Linked DNA regions of Bicyclus anynana: region 2 is linked to region 1. Evidence: chromatin contacts called from public Hi-C data. All regions are on one chromosome and are shown on one strand. Each heading gives the region's core, a stretch centred on a gene start, on an enhancer-like site or on the middle of the called end of the contact. The rest is flanking DNA. Distances are from core to core; before and after follow the strand shown. Region 1 overlaps LOC112055725 (actin-binding LIM protein 3). Region 2 holds the start of LOC112055725 (actin-binding LIM protein 3).

Evidence for each region. Hi-C and Micro-C count contacts between places; a contact is called where the count stands out from the background.
Region 2: a contact with region 1 is called in a Hi-C map of whole larva, with 4 times the contacts expected there. The contact joins the promoter of LOC112055725 here to the enhancer-like site in region 1. A contact is called at or near these places in 2 of 2 Hi-C or Micro-C datasets (whole body and whole larva).

Annotation. Positions count from the first base shown.
Region 1 is chr24:8,532,471-8,538,099 of ilBicAnyn1.1, reverse strand. LOC112055725 (actin-binding LIM protein 3) reads left to right here. Exons shown (of 18, transcript XM_052889116.1): 3 at 51-169; 4 at 829-1,049; 5 at 2,260-2,480; 6 at 2,716-2,886; 7 at 3,541-3,612; 8 at 4,058-4,241; 9 at 4,818-4,945; 10 at 5,404-5,515; 11 at 5,624-5,629. Among protein-coding and RNA genes, the nearest start is that of LOC128199468, 29 kb to the right of the region's middle. Within about 2 kb of position 2,264, at least 7 of the 8 cell types and tissues checked have open chromatin away from gene starts, as enhancers often do.
Region 2 is chr24:8,636,632-8,642,260 of ilBicAnyn1.1, reverse strand. It overlaps LOC112055725 (actin-binding LIM protein 3), which reads left to right and starts at 3,358. Exons shown (of 18, transcript XM_052889116.1): 1 at 3,358-3,636. The coding sequence starts at 3,633. All of the region lies in intron 9 of LOC112054743 (protein C12orf4 homolog), which reads left to right. LOC112054746 (ubiquitin thioesterase trabid) reads left to right here. Exons shown (of 18, transcript XM_052889121.1): 18 at 1-2,788.

The DNA.
Region 1 (5,629 bases), core at 1,015-3,514:
TGGATTGAAGCTTACCGTTTACATTATCAAATGTTGTTATAACGTTGCAGGACTATCAGCGCGCGTTCGGTACTCGCTGTGCGGCGTGCAACCAGTATGTGGAGGGCGAAGTGGTGTCGGCGTTAGGAAACACTTACCATCAAAAGTGCTTCACCTGCGCGAGATGCAAGTCAGTTAACAACTCACTTTACTTTTTAATTTATAATATCAATTCGTCTTAACATCGAGTGCGAGGCGAATCGTCTGTCGAGTACGATTTTCGTTCGTTCTATTGTTAGATCGCGTAAAAGTAAATCTACATTCATATGGAATTGAATCAACGCCTTCTACTCACGGATTTTATTTTCTTATGTTCTAGCGCAGTTTCCATATAAAAAGTTTACTTTTACACCATGTTTTATCAAGAGAATGACGGGAGGCAGTATAAATAAATTGACGGCTGGCTCTAATGAGCTATTACAGTGCTCTATACCTACTCTTTATTTTTTGCAAAACTTTCGTTCGTTCTCCCTTTGATGAATTTAGAATGTTTACTATCCTACGGATAGAGAGTATTAGCTATGTTAGATCAGATTTTCGCTAGTACACGATGCTATAACGTGGTAATTAACGCAGAACGACTGAACTCTTTGTATCTCTTACACTTGACTAGCGGACGCCCGCGACTGTGTTACTGTGACTTGTCTGATCTCAGATCTCCTTGATCCGGCCCTGTCGCAAAATCCGTTCTAGCAAAAGCGGACGTCTACTAACTATAACTACCTCCCTACCAAATTCCACCTCTGTACGTCAAGCGGTTTTGTGAACTCCCACTTGTGCACTATCCAGACGCGCGTTCCCATCGGGCGAAAAGGTGACGTACACGGGCAGCGAGGTGGTGTGCGCGTCGTGCACGGCCGCGCCGCAGCGGCACACGGCGCACACGACACGCGCACGACCCTCGCCCCCGACGCCCACGTCGCCCATCACGCCGCCCACGCCGCACTCGCCGCACTCGCCAGCCACGCCCACGGACCACGAGCGGGAGCAGAGACAGCCGGATCCTAATGGTACGTAAGTCAACGGCAAATCGATCATTCAGCATATTTTATACTTCCTTAAAGCAGAGATGGCTTAGAGCACAGACTTCTCCAAGTTATACAACTTTAGTTAACAAGTAGACGCCTCGCGGTTTCACCCGCATAATTCCCGTTCCCGGGAAGACGAGGGTATAAGTAGCGTATGTTACTTGGTCAAGATGTAGCTTTCTTATGGTGAAAGGATTTTTAAAATCGCTCGATTCGATTTTTAGTTCGTTTAATAAATAAAATATCAATATTTTACTTTAGACTAGTGTTGTGGATTGTGGATAATTGAACATTACGTTAATTTTATTTATTTCCTCGGTCCAATTTACCGTATAACCCATCTGTGGTGGTGCGTTTAATGGCGACGATTGCCCCTCGTGCAAATAACTCAATCGAGTGTGAAATCAGAAACCGGTGTATCGGTTTGACCCTAGGTAAATCCCTTATGTTGAAATGTTACACCTCCACTTACTTGGCTAATACAATTTTAATTTATTTTTGTACTGCTTCGGACATTCGATACTCCTGCAGATTAGTAGGAACGGTTTTGTTATACGAATTCGCTAAAACGCACTATATGTATTGATCAACCTAATTACTCCTCGGTCGAGGGTAGTTTGATAGATACGTTGAAATTGGTATAACTGCCCTTCATTAGAACGAACTGAAATAAGTTTCACCATATGTTAACTCTCGTTCTTTTGTCACAAGGTGAAACGGTTAAGTTATGTAGAACTTCTGCGTAAAAGGAGACATTGGTGCGTTTTTGCGAGATCTTGAGGCCTCCTAAAATCACTAACAAACGCCTAGCGAGTTTTATGAGGTAGAAGATTACAGAACTCGATCGGTCGTTTCCTCAGAATCATGAGCAGCTAATGAGGGCATTATCCTCCGTCACAAAAAAACGAAGACGACACTTTTAGACAGCTGAAGGTTTTACGTACTCGTATATCTGAGTGTGCTGTGAGGAAAGATGTTATGGCAAAACATTTTAGATACGTGTTTTTATTTGGACGCTAATTTTTTTTGTGGACAGTAAATCCCGCCTGGCCAAGTTCTCGGCACAGTGTGTCCTCGGGCAATGTTTGCCGTCTCATAAGGTTGGCAGTGACTGCCGTCTCAGGTCTGACTAGGTTAGCACTAAGTGCGCACATGGCGTGCGGCAGGTGTTATCCCAGTGTGTCGTCGGCAGAGTGCGCGGGCTGCGGGCAGGAGCTGTCGGAGGGGCAGGCGCTGGTGGCGCTGGAGCGGCAGTGGCACACGTGGTGCTTCGCGTGCGGGGAGTGCGGCGCCGTGCTGCAGGGCGAGTACATGGGGCGCGCGGGCGTGCCGTACTGCGAGCGCGACTACCAGCGGCTGTACGGCGTGCGCTGCGCCTACTGCCAGCGGTACATCTCCGGGAAGGTGCTGCAGGTGAGAGTACAAACTTACACAGGAGCTTTTCCAACAAGTCAGCCTGAGACTGAATGAGGAATGGGAAGGAAATGGAATGGCTCCCCAAGACGGTTAAGAGGGATTCCAGGGTTTGTGAACTGAAACTGGTTAGTTCTGACGTTTCCGTGACGTTTCTTAAGGCATCTGGAGATGACCAGATGCCGCAAAGAAATCAGGAAGCGTGTAAAAGGCGTTACCTTGTTTTGTGTTATAGGCCGGCGACAACCACCACTTCCACCCGACGTGCGCGCGCTGCAGCAAGTGCGGTGATCCGTTTGGCGACGGCGAGGAAATGTTCCTACAGGGCGCCGCGATCTGGCACCCGCGCTGCGGGCCAGCGCCGCACGCGCCGCTCGACCTGGAGCGAGCCTCCTCCGAGCTGCAGGTTTGTGGCAACGCAGGAAACTTGACTGGATGGTCCCTGAATCCAAGCTGCAACTTTGTGAATGCGTGGCGTTGACAGTTCTGTTCGTCCAAACTCCTTAGTGTCTGAAGACGAAAGTTTTAGAACAGTGCGTGTTGCCAGTGACTACGGATGGCTGGGGGAGGCTTCGGCCGTAGCTTCTTACTCCTCCTAACAATTAAGCCCGCTTCCATCTTAGATAGCACTTACCATCAGGTGAGATTGTAGTCAAGGGCTAACTTGTAAAGAATAAAAAAAATACAAGAGACCTTTCCAGCCATTTACGTCCATTAACAGATAATGATGGATGATGATGAAGAAACTTCCAGCAATTTGTGGATGTACAGGAAACAAGAGCTACACCTATTTTTAATATTAAATGTATATAAAAAAATTACTCAGATCAAACCCAAGTTCATTGTAAGATCATACTTAACTAGGTTTTACATTTACATTCCATTCATTCTATTATTTTATTCATTTAGATTGTCTTTAGTTGCATTTCTGTTTTTAACTTTAGTTTGGTTACTTAACTTTATTTTACTTTAGTTGTATTTATAATTGTAGTTTATTATAATAGAGCTTTTTATGTTGTTTTTGGTGTTATTTTTTGGTTTGTTTTTGTTGTTTTGGCAGTTCTCCCTGCGCTCGCGCACGCCCAGCGTCAACGGCTCGTACTGCAGCCCCTACAGTAGCTTGACCAGGAAGGTCCGTTTCTTTTTATTTTGTTCTTTTTATGTATTTAAAAAAATGTATTTTTGAGTTGATATTTATTGTTCCAAGTATTTTCTCCCTTCGCGTATATGAATGTTTAATCAATAAAAAAAATATATATGTTCATGATTTCAAAAAATATTATTTACATTTTTGTTTTAATCTAGCGCATGATTTTCATGTTCAGATTTTGAAAATATGTAGGTTTGGTGTTACTTTATTTTCTTTGATTGCTAAAGTAGTCTTTTTATTTTAGATTCATTGTCGAATATTCATATTCACACATTTTATTCTTCGAACAATGTGTCACCGAGTCACATTCATGTAAGTATGAATGTGAGTTGTTTTTGTTAAATGTAGTAATCACTCTCCAAAAAGTAACTGTTCCATGAATGAAAGTATTGTTAGTTGGTGCTAATTTGCGACTGTCGCGTTGCAGTACGGCTACCGCGCCGTGTCGCCGGGGCTGACGCTGCGCGAGTACCGCGACGGGCGCGACGAGACGTGCTCGCCGCACCGCATCACCACGTACTCGTACCTGGCCGGCGAGCCCGTCACGCTGCGGCGCTGCGTGCAGCCCTACGACCGCCCGCCCACCTCGCCGCACTTCCACAGGCCGCCGTGTGAGTATGCGCCGCGTGTGACGTGCGGCTGACGCGCGAGACGTGCTCGCCGCACCGCATCACCACGTACTCGTACCTGGCCGGCGAGCCCGCCACGCTGCGGCGCTGCGTGCAGCCCTACGACCGCCCGCCCACCTCGCCGCACTTCCACAGGCCGCCGTGTGAGTATGCGCCGCGTGTGACGTGCGGCTGACGCGCGAGACGTGCTCGCCGCACCGCATCACCACGTACTCGTACCTGGCCGGCGAGCCCGCCACGCTGCGGCGCTGCGTGCAGCCCTACGACCGCCCGCCCACCTCGCCGCACTTCCACAGGCCGCCGTGTGAGTATGCGCCGCGTGTGACGTGCGACTGACGCGCGAGACGTGCTCGCCGCACCGCATCACCACGTACTCGTACCGGAAAGATGCTAATTCGTTTTCAGAAAATGTGTTCAAAGTGTGTATTTGATAATTATAGCCTTACTATTATAGGTCTCGCCTTCGGCTCGAGCTGCAATATCGCCTCGGCTGTAATTTTCAACTTACCGCACTTATATCATAATGTACTATAATATAATGGAACGTTTTTGTCACAGCGTCCGCCAGCACTCGCGCCAGCTCGCGCGCCGGCAGCAAGGCGTCGTCGCGGCCCGGCATGCGCGCGCTCGTCGACTCCATCCGCTCCGAGACGCCGCGCCCCAAGTCGCCGCGCATGAACAACGAGGTGAGGCCTTGTACACGTGGGGCCAGCGGCGGCTAGACCTTCGCACAGCGTCCGCCAACACGCGCGCCAGCTCGCGCGCCAGCAGCAAGGCGCAATTAAATAATAATGTCTCAAACGGTGAAGGAAAACATCGTGGGAAAACCTGCATGCCAGAGAATTAAGAAAATTCTCTGCGGGTGTGAAGTCTTCCAATCCGCATTGGCCCAGCGTGGTGGACTATTGGCCTAACCCCTCTCATTCTAAAAGGAGACTCAAGCTCACCAGTGAGCCGAATATGGGTTAATAATGATGATATAGTTTATGTCATTGTACCTATGCATATGTACCGAGGGAAGTCACTGGCCCTTAAAACACAGGCTTACCTAGTTTAAAGGTCAGGACGTCATTGTAATTACTGTGCTGAGTTTTTTCAAATAAACGAGTCTTCTTATTCTTATTACTCTGTTCCACTTCCGCAGGAGCCCATCGAGCTGTCTCACTACCCGTCCGCGTACAAGCCGCCGCCGGGCACCAAGTCCAAGATCGAGCGCGACGACTTCCCCGCGCCGCCCTACCCCTACACCGACCCCGGTCAGTTGTTGTTGTTCGCCTTCTCCTACACTATCAGTTCTCTTCTCCTACACTAGAAGAGATTGCTCTTTAAGACTACGAGCCATTAAATACATTTTGATGCTGCAGAGCGGC
Region 2 (5,629 bases), core at 2,109-4,608, 100 kb before region 1:
AGGTTTTTTCGCCTTTTCGGGTTTAGATGGTTGAGGTGAGATTTTTAGGCAGAGAGCCTGCATAGCCAGACATAGTGCACTTTTGGAAACGCAGAAACTGTGACAGCCTATAGTCCTACTATAGACAATTAAAATTATGGAGTTTGGACTGTGGTGGCTTTGGAATGTAGATATCAAGAGACCCTTAATCTTACAAACATGAAGTGCATTTCTTTTATATTTTCCTCAGCATGATATAAAAAATCATGTCCCCAATAGTCAGTCACGCCAGCCTGAAGACCTCCGCTAAAGATTTTTTTTAAAGATAATAATTAAGGGTCTTAGCGAAGAGCTGCCAAAAAACCAAGTGTCTGGCGGTTTCTCAAGATGTCCTGGAGAAAATATCATAAAATTACGTTTTGTTGTACCCTTTAAACCTAACCTAACCTTTTGAACTTCTAAAGCCACTACGGTTCATACTCTACAATTGGCTATCGGAGTAACCCATGGTAGGAGCATTGGCTGACAAACTGTCAGCCTTCCCAGAATGAGGTGTCTGGCTATAACAGGCTCTCAGTCCATTAGGGCCCTTTACATTTGGCGTTTCTGAAGTGTAGATTCGTTGCTTTTATGTGCACAGTGTGCCTAGTGGGAGTTTTCAATATTTTCATACTGTTACTATCGCGTTAACGTAAACGCGAATTTATATGGAATTGAAACAGTTGTGCAGTAGTGCCACTAGATGGCGCTGTTTCAATTCGCGCTTGGAAATTCACGTTTACGTTAACGTGATCGTCACAGTATCAAACTGCCACTAGGCCCTCAGCAACGAGATTCAGCAAAATCGTGTCAAGGTTTATTAGGTATATTTTACTATTGAATTGTTTAGTGCGACGACCACATGGGCATATGTCATATGTCAAAATGTACAACCATGTATAAACCTTATGTCTGCTCCTCGCGTTGGCCTATTTTTTGGCAAATATGTGGGCTATCACGTAGTGCAGGTATTTTGTAACAACCTCAATATTCGCCACAATTAGACGTTAAATATCGGGGTTAGGCTGCTTGTCCACCAAAACGGAGCGAGGGAGCTTAGCGGAGCATCGGAGTAATGCGGAGCGGATTTGCGTACTGTGTCTGTCTACCGGAGCGGAGCGAGGTTGCGGAGCGGAGTTGCAGACTATGGTATGTAAATAAATGTTAAAAAGTTATTTAATCCCGCTCCGTTTCCTCCGCTTACCGGTTTTATATGAATTTTTAAACTAGCTCGCAAGTCCCTGTCCACTTAAGAGGAGCAGAGATTAAAAGTGCAATCCTATTGGTTAATATTTCTCAGTTTGTCGGCTCCGCTGCCTATCTCCGATTTGGTGGACTAGCAGTCTTAGACTGTATCTTATTTAACATCACAATACTTAGGTGCGCGTCTCATTTTAGGCCTTATTTATAAACGTCTAATGAAATCGTGGTAATAATGTTGTGTAATTGTGATACAGGCCTGCTATGTCGTCAAGATAAAATGTACCTAATGCACCTTGTTTTAAAGTCGTACATTATGTACTACCGAGTTTTAGTTAGTAAACGTTCCGCTAGTATGACAGTTACGGTTTCGCTAAAATTAAGCTTTAAATCAAGGAATATTAGATCTATTTTTCACTTACGTTATAGTGTTAAGACGCTCGAAAACGACTACGGAGTCTCAGGCTAAGTGCGTTTTTGTGTACTTATTCGTATTTTATTAATGTATACGTGTGTGTTTTTTTTTTAACAAAACCATAGACGAACATCGTATATGAAATAGTGCACAAATAACTACATACATAAAAACGTATCGAATATGTACGAGTGAGTTCACAAATGCTTTAGGTATAACTAACTTTCAATGGGATTTGTTGCGTGAAGAGTTTCGTTCACTCTAACAGGCCGTACAGACTACTTTAGTATTATAGTCGAGTCCGAACAATTTTTGAATTTACAGCCCAAAAATCGTTTGTAGTCGACTAAATTACTAAAGTAGTCCGAACAAGACTTAAAGCGAAGGCCAAATCAATGCGTGCAAACTTCTGACAAACAAAAATGCGGTCTTAATTATTATAGGTAAATGCTGCGTGACCATAAAATGAGGGAACGGTATAGATTATATTACGCTCTCTTTCATTTACAGACCTCACGGGAGACGTTAGTGATGCACCGCATGTACATTGTACATATCGATATAGAGGAATTTTACATCCGATATTGTCGAAGCTGACTTTAAAATAAGAGGAGGCATGACTGGATTCTACTGAACAAGTTATATGGAATTAAATCTTGTATAAAAATTGTAATGAATTCCCGCAATGTCAGACTATTCATCTAAATATGACGCCACTCTTGACCGTGGACGTCGGTTGAACACATTGGTTTGGTCTGTTATAGCTTATATTTGAGGCTGTAGATAGCATTGAAGGTTGAAGGCGGCATGTTTAAGGCTCCGTTCAAGAAATAGAGTTTAGTTTTATCCTTGATAGCAAAATATTTAATAATAAAAATTAATAAAGAGTTGAATAGTCGATAAATAAAACGTAGCTCGTTTTTATTTTTCTGGGGTTTTCGCCTTTAATAATAATTTTCGTTGGGATTCTTATATAAATAATGTACCTACATATTTAATGTATTTTTTTTTCCATTTGCTCTTTCACAAATTTGTCCTTGCAATGCCTTTTTTTTTCAATAAAACGCGTACAATTTAATTTTAGATCTTTCCTAATAATCTGTGTAACCTACAAAATTTAATCAATAAAGCACTTATTTTATGAAGCGTTCTTTATTTTTTTGTGTTTTATTTTGAAACATTGTAACCTAACCTATTCACTAAATGTAATATCAGCAGTCAGCACTAAATCGCAATCAAGATCAACATAAATATTGTTGCTCAATTTGTTGAATGGGTAAATTTTTTAGGGTTTTAGGAGGAAATAGGGGTTAAAAGTTAACATCGATTTCCACGCAGACGAACGAAATCCGGTAGTAGTCAAAAATAATGTTTGTATCCTCAGACGAAAGTCTGACTGTCGATATCGATAGTAATTTCTTGCTGCTGAAGAACTACTCAAATGCTTGCTTGCTTGCTGAAGAAGATAGTTCTTTAGGAGGTTAAAAGATCTAAAACTTCGCAAAGCAATAGGTAATTACCGTACCGTAGGTACATTACAAAATATATCAGTTCAAAAAGTCATTTCATATACATTTTTAAAAATAATATCTTGTTTTAATCCTACAGGCCAAGGTGAACTAATAAAATCAGCCTTGCGGAACGTTAATGATAAGAAAGCGAATGCGAACCTATTGCGCTAACTTTATTTTATTCTGAACGTCGCGTAACTTCTGAACGCACGCGTGTTTTCTGACAGATGCCAACTGCTTGGCAGCTGCCTAGTGCCTGTGCCTGCTTGCTCTGTGTGATAAAAATTAGGGGTGCAGTGTTTGCCGTTTTTCATTAAATATTAATTAAAGTTGATTTTTAAATGTGTTCTGTGAATGTTAATAAAAGAATAACAGTGCGAATGTGTAAATAATTATAATTTCATTGAGTGATGAAGCAAAAGAAACATTTTCATTAGACTGTTTGTTTGTTGTGCAGTGGTGACCGGTCTGGGATTAAAAAAAACAATATGGGTAAGTATGCCGGTTTTTAAAGAACTTATTCTAGAATTAATGTAGAAAGAATAAGCCTATTAACCAGACAATGTTTTTTATTTTCGTAAAATTCTTATTGGAAATATCAACGGAACACTGCGTGTCGGCGTTGTGTTCAAAATATCGATTTTTCACATGCCGTTCTATTGAGAAGTTGGATCGATATTAAATTAAATATGTCTTTATTATTAACGTGTACTGTAGAAAACCTTCGGTGCGCGTTGTAGGTTCATTAACAGAAAATTATTTTACTTAGGTAGGAAATTGAAGTTTTCAGAAGTTCAACTTGGTTTTTCCACGGAAAGCATGGAATCTTTATATACCTGAAAGATAAATATAATTTATCATAGAAAAACAGTTTTATAATAAGATAGCTTATAAATGCTTAAGTAAGTCATGATTTTTTTTTAATTTAATGTTGCTGATGATAATTTCAGCTTAAATAAATATAAAAAAGGTTCATTGTACTCAACAAGACACTCTGCCGGTATACTTAGATGCTGGGACATTTACAAGCTATTCTGTATTGTCTTTTTTGAGTTAGGATAGGATACTTATGAAAATAATTTCATAACATATGAAGAGAATATGGTTCTTTTTATTTTGTCATCTAGACTGGACATATTGCTCTTTTTCAAACAAACTAAACATTTTATAGTACATGTAAGCTTGTGCTGCATTATACATTATATATTATAATATATAACACTAGCGGATGCTGGCGACTTCATCCGGCGTGAAATTTAGTTTTTCAATAATCCCTCGGGAATCATGGATTTTTCCAGGATAAAAAGCAGCACAGGAAGAAATGTGTTAATCCAGAGTAAAATCTATTTCCATTCCAAATCGCTTCAACATACAAACATCCATACAAACTTTCACATTTATAATATTTGTAGACCACTTTATTACAAGTGAATAAATAGGTATTATGATTTTATAAATGAACTAAAAATGGCTATGTATGGTATATATTCAGTAAGAAGTGGGTGCCAGAAAGACCAGCTAATTAGACTTGCTAATTAGAGCTCGAGTCTCCTCTCAGAATGTGAGGGGTTAGGCCAGTAGTCCACCACACTGGCCCAATGCGGATTGGCAGACTTCACACACGCAGAGAATAAACAAAATTCTCAGGTAACCTGCATACCAGAGAATTTTCTTGATTCTCTGATCAAGAAAATTCTCTGGTATGCAGGTTTCCTCACAATGTTTTTCCTTCACCATTTGAGACACATAATATTTAATTTCTAAAAAGTTGGAGGTGCATGCCCTAACCTATGCTCTCTGGCTATCGAAGGCCGAGGTCATATCCACTGGGCTTTCACGTCTTAATACAAGGCACAACAGGCTCCTAATCTGACTATAGATCTACAGTAATTATAGTTATAGATATTTGCAAGAAGTTTTTCAACACAACTTCATAGTTAGTGTATAACACAGTTAACACAGCCTCACTAAGTGGTATGTGTTCAGGCAAGTGATTATATCACTCGCACTACACAATGGTCCACTAATCACTTCAGCCTTGAGCGTGTTGTCACTAGGAAGTTGGTGTTTGTTTGAGACTTATATTTTGTTAATGTTTGTGAAGGCCAAAACTTGCACTCACTAAGATAACTAAATATGTGCCTCTCTTTCTAAGATGATGATAATAATGAATACACTTAAGTATTGCAATAGGGTAGTTGACTTATATCAAATATAATATAAACAATATTATTTTCCCATAGTACATGGAATGAGGGTCCATAATATATCTATATTAATTAACTAATAAAAGTTCAGGATATCTTATAAAACTTAATTTAAAAATATATATATTTTTTAATTATATAAAAAACTGCTGTCTATTTTGTGATGTCACAATGTTACTTGACATATTATAACAAATCTGTTGATTTGTTATAGTGACGTCATGAAACAGTTGAAATATAAAACCATGGCCAACAGGCGTTTTGGCTCATATTGTCAA